Linked DNA regions of Canis lupus: region 2 is linked to region 1. A link is a contact called in public Hi-C data. All regions are on one chromosome and are shown on one strand. Each heading gives the region's core, a stretch centred on a gene start, on an enhancer-like site or on the middle of the called end of the contact. The rest is flanking DNA. Distances are from core to core; before and after follow the strand shown.

What was found. A called contact is a pair of places that touch in the nucleus more often than the background predicts.
Region 2: a contact with region 1 is called in a Hi-C map of blood, with 5 times the contacts expected there. The contact joins the promoter of RCSD1 here to the enhancer-like site in region 1. A contact is called at or near these places in 2 of 9 Hi-C or Micro-C datasets (both in blood).

Annotation. Positions count from the first base shown.
Region 1 is chr7:30,591,510-30,597,639 of UU_Cfam_GSD_1.0, reverse strand. No RefSeq gene overlaps it. Among named protein-coding and RNA genes, the nearest start is that of MPZL1, 75 kb to the left of the region's middle. Within about 2 kb of position 2,554, at least 8 of the 20 cell types and tissues checked have an H3K27ac peak or open chromatin away from gene starts, as enhancers often do. A contact at or near this core is called in blood, where this site is marked.
Region 2 is chr7:30,777,040-30,783,169 of UU_Cfam_GSD_1.0, reverse strand. RCSD1 (capZ-interacting protein) reads left to right here and starts at 3,042. Exons shown (of 7, transcript XM_038542638.1): 1 at 3,042-3,083. The coding sequence starts at 3,057.

The DNA of each region.
Region 1 (6,130 bases), core at 1,305-3,804:
GATCACACCCTGGGCCAAAGGCAGGCACCAAACCGCTGCGCCACCCAGGGATCCCTAGTTGTACTAATCTTAAACTCACTTTTAGAAAGACTGTGTCATGCTTAGAGTATATAACTCACCAAAGGTCACTCAGCTAATAAGGTCCAGAGAGGCAAGGCTGGGTCTGGGGCTACTTGATCCCACTCCTTGTTCTTAAACACCGTGCCCTGTGGCCTATCTCACCAAAAGAAATAAATTGAACTTCTTCCTTATTCAAATAAATGTGCTACATGCCTGTAAAAAGTTTCCTATGTTCTTCAGAGCTACATGGGGGTCAAGTGAGGGAGGTGGTTGTATAGATGGTAGAGACACAGAGGCCCAGGGGTCTTAACCTCGGTTTGGAAGACATTATGATGACAGTCTGTTGAGAGCTGTGTCAGAAATAATGTCTTACTAATAAGCAGTGATGTTTTCTAGTGCTTTATTAATTTTATGAATTATCATGGATGCACAAGCTCCTGGCTTGCATAACTTCATGCTTTCTTGAGTGGGAGAGGAGACATTAAGGCTGGCAGGACCGCCTGTGTATGTGGATCTCACATGAACCGTATCCCTCATGTGTGATGTGGCAAGAAGAGAGACACTTCCCCCAGGACACGAAGGCAGAGTACTGGGAAGTGACAGGTTTTCTGTGGTTCCTCTGGATTGGGAACTGAGTACTGGGGAGTTTCCTCCTGCTGGGGCCCTGGCTTCCAAGCTGCATGGGGAACATGCCAACCAAATACATACTTGTTACCTCTGAGGGCAGCCACAGCCCCAAGTGGGCTGGTTTGGCAGTATTGAAGAGGAAACCTCAGATACTTTCTTACCCCCTTAAAGCTGATCCTTCTGAGTGATTCCAGTGCTAACCAGGTTGGAAATAGGAACCAATGGCTTATTCCTCCTACCTGCCCGTGACTGCTGAGGGAACATTCTCGCAGAGGAGGAAGGTGGCATTTGTAGCGCTGGTGTAGGTGGTGTAAATAACTGACCATCTGTTTTTATGATAGGTTCCCACACACACACATCTTCCTGTGTATTCAAGATATTTTAGAATGAATTTCAAACAGGCACAAAAGAGAATAGTAAAATCCACTTCCACATATCTGTCCTCAGTGATAGCTTCATCCACTCCTTTCTTCTTTTTCCTCTTTTCTGAATCATTTTAAAACAAACCCCAAAACAGGTCAGTTCACCCCTACATTCTTTGATGGGCATCTTTTTAAAAATATGTACATTTTTCTTACATAACCATAATCTCTTGTCACATTTAACAGAAACTTTTTTTTTTAAGATTTAGGCTCAACCAACTGAGCCCCCAGGGGCCCCTAACAGAAATATTTTTAAAAAGTTTGTAAACAATAATTCCTTGATTTTATCTAATGCCTACTTCATACTCAAATTTCCCCTGGTCTCAAAACTGGCATTTTACAAATGGTTTCTTCAAATCAGGATCCAAACATGGCTCTAGTATAACGATGTCATGCCTATTTCAGAAACAAAAAGGACCATAGTACTCAACAGATTGCTTTCTCCCCTCAGCATGGTGTCAGAGAAGCTTCCATGTGAGCACAGAGAGAAAGAACTAGGCCAAGACACCTGGGTGGCTCGGTCGGTTGGGTGTCTGGCCTTGGCTCATGTCATGATCTTAGAGTCCTGGAATTGAGTACCGCCTTGGACTCCCTGCTCAGTGGGAAGCCTGCTTCTCCCTCTCCTGTGCTCTCTCTCTCCCTCTTCACTCTCTCAAATAAGTACAATCTTAAAAAAAAAAAAAAAAGAGAGAGAGAGAGAGAGAACTGGGCTGCGAGCCATTAACACCCAGTGGGCCTCCTCTTGGACAGATGCACCATATTTTAAACCATTTCTGACTTCCTGGGTTTTTGTTTCTAGTTGTCTTGTGTTTGTCCCTCCCAAGTGGTACTGTAATTGTCACTTGTGCTTATGAACTGGTAAGGAAAAAAGGCAAATATACATTATCTGCAACTACGGGGAGGCAGCGCAGGATGGGACGAGTCCTCTGGCCCCTTGGAAACGGGATCTGAGGGGGACAGTGGCAGCTGCTAAACTCGCCTCCCCCATCACGTCCTTCCGAGAGCCTTAGGGCTGGCAGCCTGGCCGCAGAGCATGGGGGAGTGGGGTACAGAAGGCAGGCGGGAGCCCTAGCACCTGCAGGGGCCCGGCTGTGTTTACAGGGAAGGAAACCCAAACCTTTCAAGCCGCGGGGTCCCAGAGGAGCCGCTGCTTCCAGCTTCCGTTTCCTTCTGCAAACAGGATGTTGAAACTATTGTCCCTTCTTGGCTCAGGCTTGGGTTTGATTGTCCCGCAGCCGCCCCTTCCCTGACCGGCCTGGGGGCTCCCAAGCACCGGGAAGGGCTGGAGGGCTGGGCTCTTTTTTTCTTTCTTACCTCGACCGTTGGAAGAGGAAGTCTGGCAGGTTTACTCTTCCCGTTTTGCTTTCGAGCCCTGAGCCCTGCCCTCCGGCGCGGTGGCTGACACACGTGGAGTCCCCCCTGCCCCCGTGCCCAGATCTGCGGAGGGAGTGGGCGACAGGGCAAAGCCAAGGCGGCTGGCCGAAGCCCTGAGGCTTGCCTTGCCCTGCTGCGGACTCCGAGGACGCTGAGCTTTGAATCTAGACCCATTCTTGGTTCTTTCTCCGGCTTTGAATAGGGTTATTTTTTAATTACAGAGTTTCTTTCAACGAGATAAAAAAGAAACATAAATGTTTAACTTATTTTGTAGGGACTCTCTTAAAATGTACAACAGACCCAGAGGAATGTGGAACATTGCGCAAAAAAAAAAAAAAAAAAAAAAAAAAAAAATCAAAAAAACCCAACCAAAACACCCTGCCCTTGCTCTTGCCGGCCGGCCCCAGCAGAAGCCGCGGCACCCGCAGGGCGTGTTGATAACGTGTCCAGACGCTCCCATTTGGGTAGAGCCCGGCCTTTTCTACGTGGAAGCCATTCTTTTTTTTTTTTTTTTAATAAATTTATTTTTCATTGGTGTTCAATTTACCAACATACAGAATAACACCCAGTGCTCATCCCGTCAAGTGCCCCCCTCAGTGCCCGCCACCCAGGCACCCCCACCCCCGCCCACCTCCCCTCCACCACCCCTAGTTCGTGGAAGCCATTCCCGAAGGCAGTTGCTCTGCCAGAGGGAAGAGTATTTTGGCAAAGCTTGCTCCTGGATTTTGGTCCCAGAGGATGTCTGCGGGCCACCCCGCACTGAGTCCCCGGGCAGGAGCGCGCAGAGGGCGCAATGAATCGCTCTAACGCGGGACACCCCAGGACACGCAGGCCCTCGGAGACGGAGGCTGGGCTAACGGCTTCATGTTGGCTACGTGAGGTTGAGCAAGAGACCAGGAAGCCCTCCCGGGGTTGGGGGGCGGGGGGGGGGGGGGGGACAGGAAGAGAGCTCATACCTGGCTGGAAAGAACTGGCCGCCTTCCCCGTCCTCTCCAAAACATACCATGGGAGAAAGTGCAAGATTTGGGTTCCTGTTGTACATTTTGTCTATTTCAATTCATTTCAAGCTTTTCAATCTTAGGATTCTTCCAGGGTTACCTGCCTGCCTCCTCCTCCTCCAGGTCAGCAGGCGCGCATTGAAGTCACTGCAAATGCAGTCCCTGCGCATTGAAGTCACTGCAAATGCAGTCCCTGCGCTTCTGACAGGGAGGGATGGAAGTAGAAAGCAGTCCCGCCAGCGAATGACCTGGACCTTAGACTAACACCAGATCTGCTGTCTGCCACTAGCTTGGCATCCTGGACTTAAAATAGAGAAATACATTCTTTAAAAAAAAAAAAAAAAGATTTTATTTATTTGAGAGAGAAAAAGCACACTTTAGAGAGCAGGAGAGGGAGAAGCAGGCTCCCCACTGAGCAGAGAGCTTGATGCAGAACTTGATCCCAGAAAGTGAGACTGGATCCCAGGAAGTTGATCTCAGGAAGTGGGACTTCATCCCAGGACCCTGGGATCATGACCTGAGCCAAAGGCAGAGGCTTAACCAACTGAGCTACCCAGGCACCTGGGAGAAATACATATTGATAAGAGGTTTAGCCTATCCAGCATGATACATTTTCTCTTAATATGTTAATACCTCCCCTCTGATCCACGCTGGTATTATTCTTTGCTATAGAAATGTCCCGATTCAACTTTCAGTGGTTCTGCTTTGGCATGTTAAGGTTAATGAAGTTATTGCACTGTCCCATATGGTAGTCAGTGGCCACATACAGCCATTTACATTTAAATTTGAAATTAAGTAGAATTTAAAATTCAGATCCTCAGTCACACTAACCACATTTTTTTTTAAGATTTTATTTTATTTATTCATGAGAGACACACACAGAGAGAGAGGCAGAGACACAGGCAGAGGGAGAAGCAGGGTCCATGCAGGGAGCCTGACGCAGGACTGGATCTCGGGTCTCCAGGATCACAGACTGGGCTGAAAGCGGCGCTAAACTGCTGAGCCACCCAGGGGTCCCACTGACCACATTTCAAGTGCTCAATAGCCACATGTGATTCTGGAAAGTATTGGACAGTGCAGAGATAGAACATTTTCTTCCTCACAGAAAGTTCTGTTGGCCAGCGCTGGTGAAGACCATGCAGGAACTGGCAGCCGTTCAGTCCGTTGTGCCACACACATGATCACAGGAGACCGGTGAAGGCCATTCCAGTTTGAGGGAAGAGCCCAAAGGTGCAGGAGGGGAGAGAGAGGCTGAAGTGATTGCAGCATGGGATCTGGCAGGGAGCCAGGCCTTGAAGACTTGCAGTCCCAGTTTCTTAGCTGGGATGTTGTCCTGCAGGCAAATCGGGTTTTACGCAGAGGAGTGGCACACAGGGACTTGCAGGTTAGCAAGCTCACCCCACCAGTTGGTGGGGGTGGCCATCTGAAATCACGAGAGCTGTTAATACGTCGCTATTTCAGAGCTCAGTCATGGAAAAGCAGCCGGATTTTCAGCAGCAGAGGGAAGGACACTGGTCAGGAGGGTCTGAGGAGGGCTGGGGAGACTAGGGAAGGCCTTGGGCAGAATATCGTGACTGGCAGGGGCTGGAGACCGAAGACTCCAGATGAGCAGTGATCCGCACCACGAAGAGGTGGGAAGCTGGGTTGCAAGCAGGTGATCCTGAGGGCGCTGGGGTTGGGGCAGATGGGAGCCGGAGTGATCTAATAGTCCATTTAGCAAGTTCTGGGAAGGCTTCTCCCTAGATATTACTTTGAGCATCCTCCTTGGAAAGCCAATCTCTGATCTCTGTTCTGCATCTTCTGGTATTTCTCCAATCAAAGACTTTACTTCTGTCTCCACTGCCCCCGCTCTACTGCAGACCACCTCCATTCCAGGCTTGCAACAGTCACTGCCTCCCAATCTTCGGGTGGGCAGCTCCCTTCCAGCCCTGCTCTACAAAGGGGTGGTCTTTCTAAAACAGAAATGTGGTGGTCTCCGCACTTCCTCAGGAAAGTCAGCACCTCCTGTGGTGCTGGCAGGTTAAGGTCCCAACCTGGAAGCCGCCTGGTCCACCCAGATCCCACCGGCCTCCCACATGCCTGGCTCAGCAGAGCTCCGTTCAGACCAAGTGGGAGGACCCGGCTCTCCACGGCACTGGATACCACGTCCCCTGGCTAAATCCGATTTCTTCTTCCAGGAAGCTTCCTGGAAACTTATAAAACCACATCAGGGTGCATGCCTCTCCGTTTTGCCCTCCCGTAAACCCTGTGTGTTCCCCTCCATAATTTTGAATTTTAATTGCCCATTTGTTCCCTCTGCAGAATTCTGAGTGCCTTACCTGGATTAACCATATCAAAGGTAGATTCTATTATCATCCCTATTTTTTTTTTTTTAAGATTTTATTTGTTTATTTGACAGAGAGAGGGAGCACAAGCAAAGGGAGCAGCAGACAGAGGGAGTGGGAGAAGCAGACTGGCCACGGAGCAGGGAGCCCCATGGACCCTGGGATCATGACCTGAGCCAAAGGCAGGTGCTTAACCTTCCTAGAGCCACCCAGGCGCCCACATCATCCCTATTTAAAGCAAGGGAACTGCCACAGGTAGAGGTTAGCTTGCCCAAGGACACAAAGCTAGCAACCGGCAGTAGATGCAATCTAGTGAGCACCCTGC
Region 2 (6,130 bases), core at 1,793-4,292, 190 kb before region 1:
TTTAGATTTTATTTATTTATCTGAGAAAGAGAGAGCACCTGTGGGGCGGGGAGCAGAGGGAGAGGGAGAAGCAGGCTCCTCACCGAGCACGGAGGCCAATGCAGGACTCAGTTCCAGGACCCTGATATTCTGACCTTAGCCCAAGGCAGACACTTAACCGGCAGAGTCATCCAGGCACCCACATGTACAGTTTTCAAAACTGTAAGAATGGAAACAAGCAGGGGTACCTGGATGGCTCAGTGATTGAGTGTCTGCCTTGGGCTCAGTCGCGATCCCAGGGTCCCGGGATCAAGTCCCACATCAGGCTCCCCACAGGGAGCCTGCTTCTCTCTCTCTCTCTCTCTCTCTTTCTCTCGTCTCTCATGAATACATATATAAAATCTTAAAAAAAAAAAAAGTACTAGGCTTTCTTTGAGCCACTGTGACTTTTCTGTTACATGAAAACCTAATCCTAAATGACCTACTGATTGGAGTATTTCCTCTAAAATCAAATTTATTGGGATCCCTGGGTGGCGCAGCGGTTTAGCACCTGCCTTTGGCCCAGGGCACAATCCTGGAGACCCGGGATTGAATCCCATGTCGGGCTCCCGGTGCATGGAGCCTGCTTCTCCCTCTGCCTGTGACTCTGCCTCTCTCTCTCTCTCTCTCTCTCTGTGTGTGTGTGACTATCATCAATAAATAAAAATTAAAAAAAAAATAAATTTCAAAAAAAATAAAATCAAATTTATTTTGGCAAACATCTTCCAACACAAAATTGGCTTATAGCAGCAATTCTATGCATCAAGTTAGAACATTTAGTTCCTGAAGGAGGGGCATCATTCTAAGCTAATTTGTCCTACAGGATTTACCAGGAAATTGTAGTTTAAAATTAACATCAGTTCAAGGCATTTTACTGAGAGATTTTTGTAATCTCTCATAAACAAAATAAATCAATAAATCTATAAAAAAGTGAATGATCACTAGCAACTGCTTTGCATTTTTCCTTTCCCAACTAAATTCTCATAGCCCCACTTTAAAACAGCGTCTTGTCCTAATTGTTTCTAGAGTTTAAAGTGCAGATTCATCTATCCAGTCTAGAAGAATGAAGCCAAAATTTTGGGGGGTGGGTCCTGGGGCCCTGCATTGTAAACAAGTATCTTAGTAGGTCCTGTGCAAGTGAAAATTCAAGAATTTTTTGGTGCCTCTTTTTTTCTTTCTTTCCTTAGCTACAATTGACCCCAAACTGTTGTTTTTTTGTTGTTGTTGTTGTTTTGTTTTTTTAAGATTTTGACTCCAATTTCTAAGTCTTATTTCACCCTCTGCTGAGATGGAGTAGGGCCCCAGCCAGCCATGTGTCTGGAGGCAATCCTAAATTCTCTTCTCCTTTTCAGTTATTAAAAGCATGACAATCTTCTTTTTATCAACAACACAGATTCTTTTGAGAGATTGCAAACTCACATTCTGCCTTGTTCAGTTTTATCAAAATCTGAGTCAGGAGAAATAATATGGGTGGTAGATTTCCTAAGAACAAGCAGTCCACTCATTGTTGTAGCTATTCCTAATTTTACCCTTGAAGTGTATCAGAGTAACAGAGAATTGCCTCCTTGGATTATATAGTCGTGCATCCCCCCAACCCCCCGCCACCGCTCCCCCCCACCCCACCGCACTCCACCCCACCCTGGCCTTGTTTGGTTTTATTTTTACTGAACTCTATCCTGGAGTTACACTATCAGCCTTACTTTGAACATTGTTCTAAGGAAATGTGTTACTGTAGCTATAGCAGGGCAGTTGGTGAGAGTGTCTCCCATTGAAGCCCTCCCCTCCTGAGTCCCCATGGGGGCAATTTGTCAGGTCCTGATATCAGAAAGCACAGTCCTTCCAAAGAACAATTGTTTGTTCACCTAATGAATATGATGAACACAATTCCTAATTATTTGCTCCTCTTTGTGTTGGATTCTGAGAGATTTCACAATGAAGTATCTTGTGACCGATTTTGATTAGATGTGCAGGGATGCATTACTTTAATATTATCAACGTGTGCTTGCCTGCATCATTATGTCCCAGCCTATACATTGTGTTACTTGCAATAAGCGACTGTGGGAAGAGCAGAGAGGGATGGGTAGATCCAGATCTTCTGGATCCAAATCTGATTTTCTCTATTATATCAGGGTTTCTCTCTTTGCATACCCTCTCCACCAAAACACACACTCAAAAAGGAAGAGGCAAAATTTTTGAATAACATGAAAGAGAAAAATAAAAATGCTATGATTTGTAAGGAAATATAACTGCTTCTAAGAGTAGTTAGGGAGAGTAGAGAGGGGAAGGGGGAAAAGCAAATGAATAGAGAAAAAAATGAGAAAAAGAGAAAAAAATGGAAAATCAAGTATAAAGGAAGAAAGGGAACATATAAAGAAGTAAGGATCATTCTCAGATTGAAACAACAGAAGTTTTGATTTTCCAGGCCTTCGCAGGACATCAAGTCATTCACAGGGAGTATTCCAAGATTGGTCACCTTGTTCTCTCCTTGCTGATCCTAGCTTTAGTCATTCACCTGTGGGTGAAATTCTGCAGGTTTAGCGAGTTGTCATCATTTCTCCCCAGCATGTTTCAAAGGCATAGAAGGAAAGGGGTGGGGGGTGGGGGGAGTAAAAACTAAAGTGCTGCATAGTTTAAGATTGTTTAAAATGTGTCCTTCCCGAGTTCAAGTGTATGTTGGTTTTCTGACACACGAGGGCGCTGTTTCTACGGTTTACATTCTCGTGGGACCCGGGGCTGGGGAACCTGTGGCAGCATGGAGAGAAAAGGAGCTGCTACATGTTCCAGGGTTACCAGGTTTTCTGGAACTGGTAGGACATGTTCTAGTGTCAAGGGCTGTCCTTCTGCCACAGGGCTGCTGGCTGGAACCTCCTTCAGATCAGAACCAACTGACTGCATATCACTCATCTCTGCAGTGACACAATGGGTGTATCAAAACAGGACCCGGGTCTGACCCAGAATCATCGGTGTATGGAACAAGAGGCTTAAATTCTTGGCCTAAAAAGGGAAGTGTCATCTCCTGGAGCTGTGGGAAGGACTAAATGGGATGGATGATCTATCTACAGCAGGTAAGACAGCAGAAGTCACATTAGAGGGGCTCAGCAAGTAGAAGCAAACACTAGGTGGTACTTACCAGTGCTGACATACAATGGTGCTCAATACATGTTTAAGTGAATGAATGGATGAAAAAATGGAGTGTGTAGAATTGGAAAGTTTGTACTGGACTGAGGAAAGCTAACATTTTCGAGCTTTCCTCATGCGGAGTCAGCTGGCTGAGTCACGTCAGAGTGAAGCCACCAGTCAAGTGAGTGAGTGAGTGGTAAGCACTATAGCTCTGTCAGCCTTCACTACTCCTCATTCAACTGTCCGGAAAACAGGGCTCAGAGGGGAAAAGTGATGTGCCGGAGGTGTCAGAGCTGATTGGTGAATCCAGATAAGACCCCAAGTCTCCTGAGGCCTAGCACAAAGCGCAACCCTCAGGGAGCCACCAGACATGTTGGGAGCTAAAGGGTGGGATGGGGACAGGGGAGATCTTAATGGACTGGTCCTAGAAAACAAATAGGCTATTGGTTTGGTTTGACAATGCTTGTGAGAAGCACCCTTATCCAGCAGTGACCCCACCCTGGTGTGGAAAGAGCCAGAACCACAAAAGAAGTTCATGCTTACCCTGGGGCCACCCACGGTTGGCCTCTAATCTGAGAGATCTGCAGGGAGAGCTCTCACTTCCCCAAAAGTGCTTCTTCCTGTGTCACAAGGAGCCTTGGGTCACCTCCTTCCTTTGTGCAATGAGATCCAAAGAGCAGTTTCTGACTCTGCTTCTTCCCTTTCCTGTTATCACTTTCCGTAGCTTTTCCAGGACCCAAGGGGATGCAGCCCTGCTTCAGTAGATTTTCTCTTGGGGAAGCTGCCCCAGGCCTCCTGACCTCAACAGAATAGCAGAATGACTCATGAGCCCTGAGGTCCCTCCCTTGGCCTGGGTAAAGCAGGCTGTCCTGGGCAATCCAACCTCTCTACTTTTGATCTACAGCAGGAAGCAATAAAAGGTACCTTCCACGTGCCTGCTATAACCATATTTTCCAAATTCAAGAGCAGGACTCATTACCCAACCAGCATGTGCCTTTCTAAAACTTCTGTAAAAAGACAAAACTGGACTATGCCAGAGAATCCGAGGTGGATGGTTGCCATGCACAGACCTCATGGGAAATTCTCTCCTCTGGGGGATGCCTGCCGGAAGTGTCATCTGTTCTTGCCACCGATTCAAGACTGTAACTCAGATACCAGGCACAAGGGCCATCGGTGAACTCGTGCTCAGGGCCTGCCAGGAATCTGGGCATGAACAGTTGTGTCTAGAAAACCTCCTTCCTTGATTTCACTTGTTTGTTGTATCTGTGTAAAGACCCTAGTCCCATGAAGGCTTTGCAAGGCACTTTTACCTTTCACTCTTGGAATACAGCTATGATTCTTTTAAAAATATCAATCTAACAACTTAAGTATGTCCAGTAAATACTTTAGTGACCTGTTTCACATGTCAGGTACTGTGCTGTGCACTGTCAGGGATGAAATGGTGAAAAAGGCCAGTTATTCTAACTCCTTTGGGTCCTTGCAGTAGATGTGAAATCATGCTACTGCCCAGAGGAGGATCCAAGGACTGACCAGGTGATTTCTACTCTTTCACACTCAGCTATAATAAAAATAATTATGTCATTATAGAAAAAGAGGCAGATGTGGTGTCATAGGTCTTGGGTTCAAATATTGATTCTTTTACTTGATGGCTATGTTGTCCCTAGCAAGATAGTTCAACCTCTGAGTCCTCGTCCATCAAGAAGAAAGTCATAATACCTGCAGGCCGTGAGGTTGGCTGAGGGATAAATGCTGGCAAGTTGTTTATATGCTTGTGACATAAAAGATGCTGAGAAAAGATTTCCTGTCTTCCTTCCTTCCTCCCTCCCATCCTTCCTTCCTTCCTTCCTTCCTTCCTTCCTTCCTTCCTTCCTTAGGGAGCTTAGAGACCAAATTCTGCCGTAACTAATACACATTATAGACTGTCATACAAGCTCAGTGAGGGGTGCAAAAACATGCCAAGACTGCTTTTTATGGTTTGTTGCCCATGGGGTGGAGAGAACCACTCAGAATGGCAAAGCCGGGGGCGGCTCACCAGTTTCCTCCCTGCCAGTCCTGTTCCTGGGCTCTCCACCCAAAACCATTCTGCGAGGAGTGACTTCCTGGGCCTTCATCAGCCACACATGATTAGAGCTCAGAAAGACCCTGTGGGGCAGGATGCCCATGACTGTCACTCAGGAGAAAGATAGGAGCCCACGAGCCTGGGGAAGAGTATGTGGCCATGCCAGGGCAGGCTAACCAGTGGAGGTGACTAGGACATACCTAAGTATTCCTCTGTGAGTGGAAACGCAATTCCAGGAAATTTCAGATATGTGGTTTTCACCCTAAACCAAGCTGAACAGCTAGAACCAAGTGCTCACAGCTTAAAAGCAACAACAAAAAGCCACCTTGGGGTTTCCCAGTGCAGTAGGTAGCACCCTGCTTTTCAGGTGATGATGTACCTACTCCAGGTTCTCAAAGATAGTAGTTTGTTTGAGCCTCCCAACATGCCAGTGAAGTGGGCAGATTAATTACCATTACCTAATTGTACAGAGGGGCAAACAACTTGCCAAGATTGCAACTCTTCCCAGAGTTATTGTGGGAGTGGTTATCTGTTCTCCCCAGCATCTGTTCTCTTTTTCTACAGCAATAGAAGCTCTTACTGCACACTGGCAACTCAGCTAAAGACTACATTTCCCAATTTCCCTTGCAACTACAACTGTCCATGTGATTACGTTTGGGCCAACATGAAATATAAGTAAAAGTGATATGTGTACTCTTCTAGGCCAGCCCCTTATTATTTTTTTTAAGATTTTTATTTATTCATTCATTCATGAGTGACACAGGGAGAGAGAGGCAGAGACACAGGCAGAGGGAGAAGCAGGCTCCATGCAGGGAGCCCAATGTGGGACTCGATCCCAGGTCTCCAGGATCAGGCCCCAGGATCAGGCCCTGGGCTGAAGGCGGCACTAAACCGCTGAGCCACCCAGGCTGCCCAAGGCCAGCCCCTTAAAAC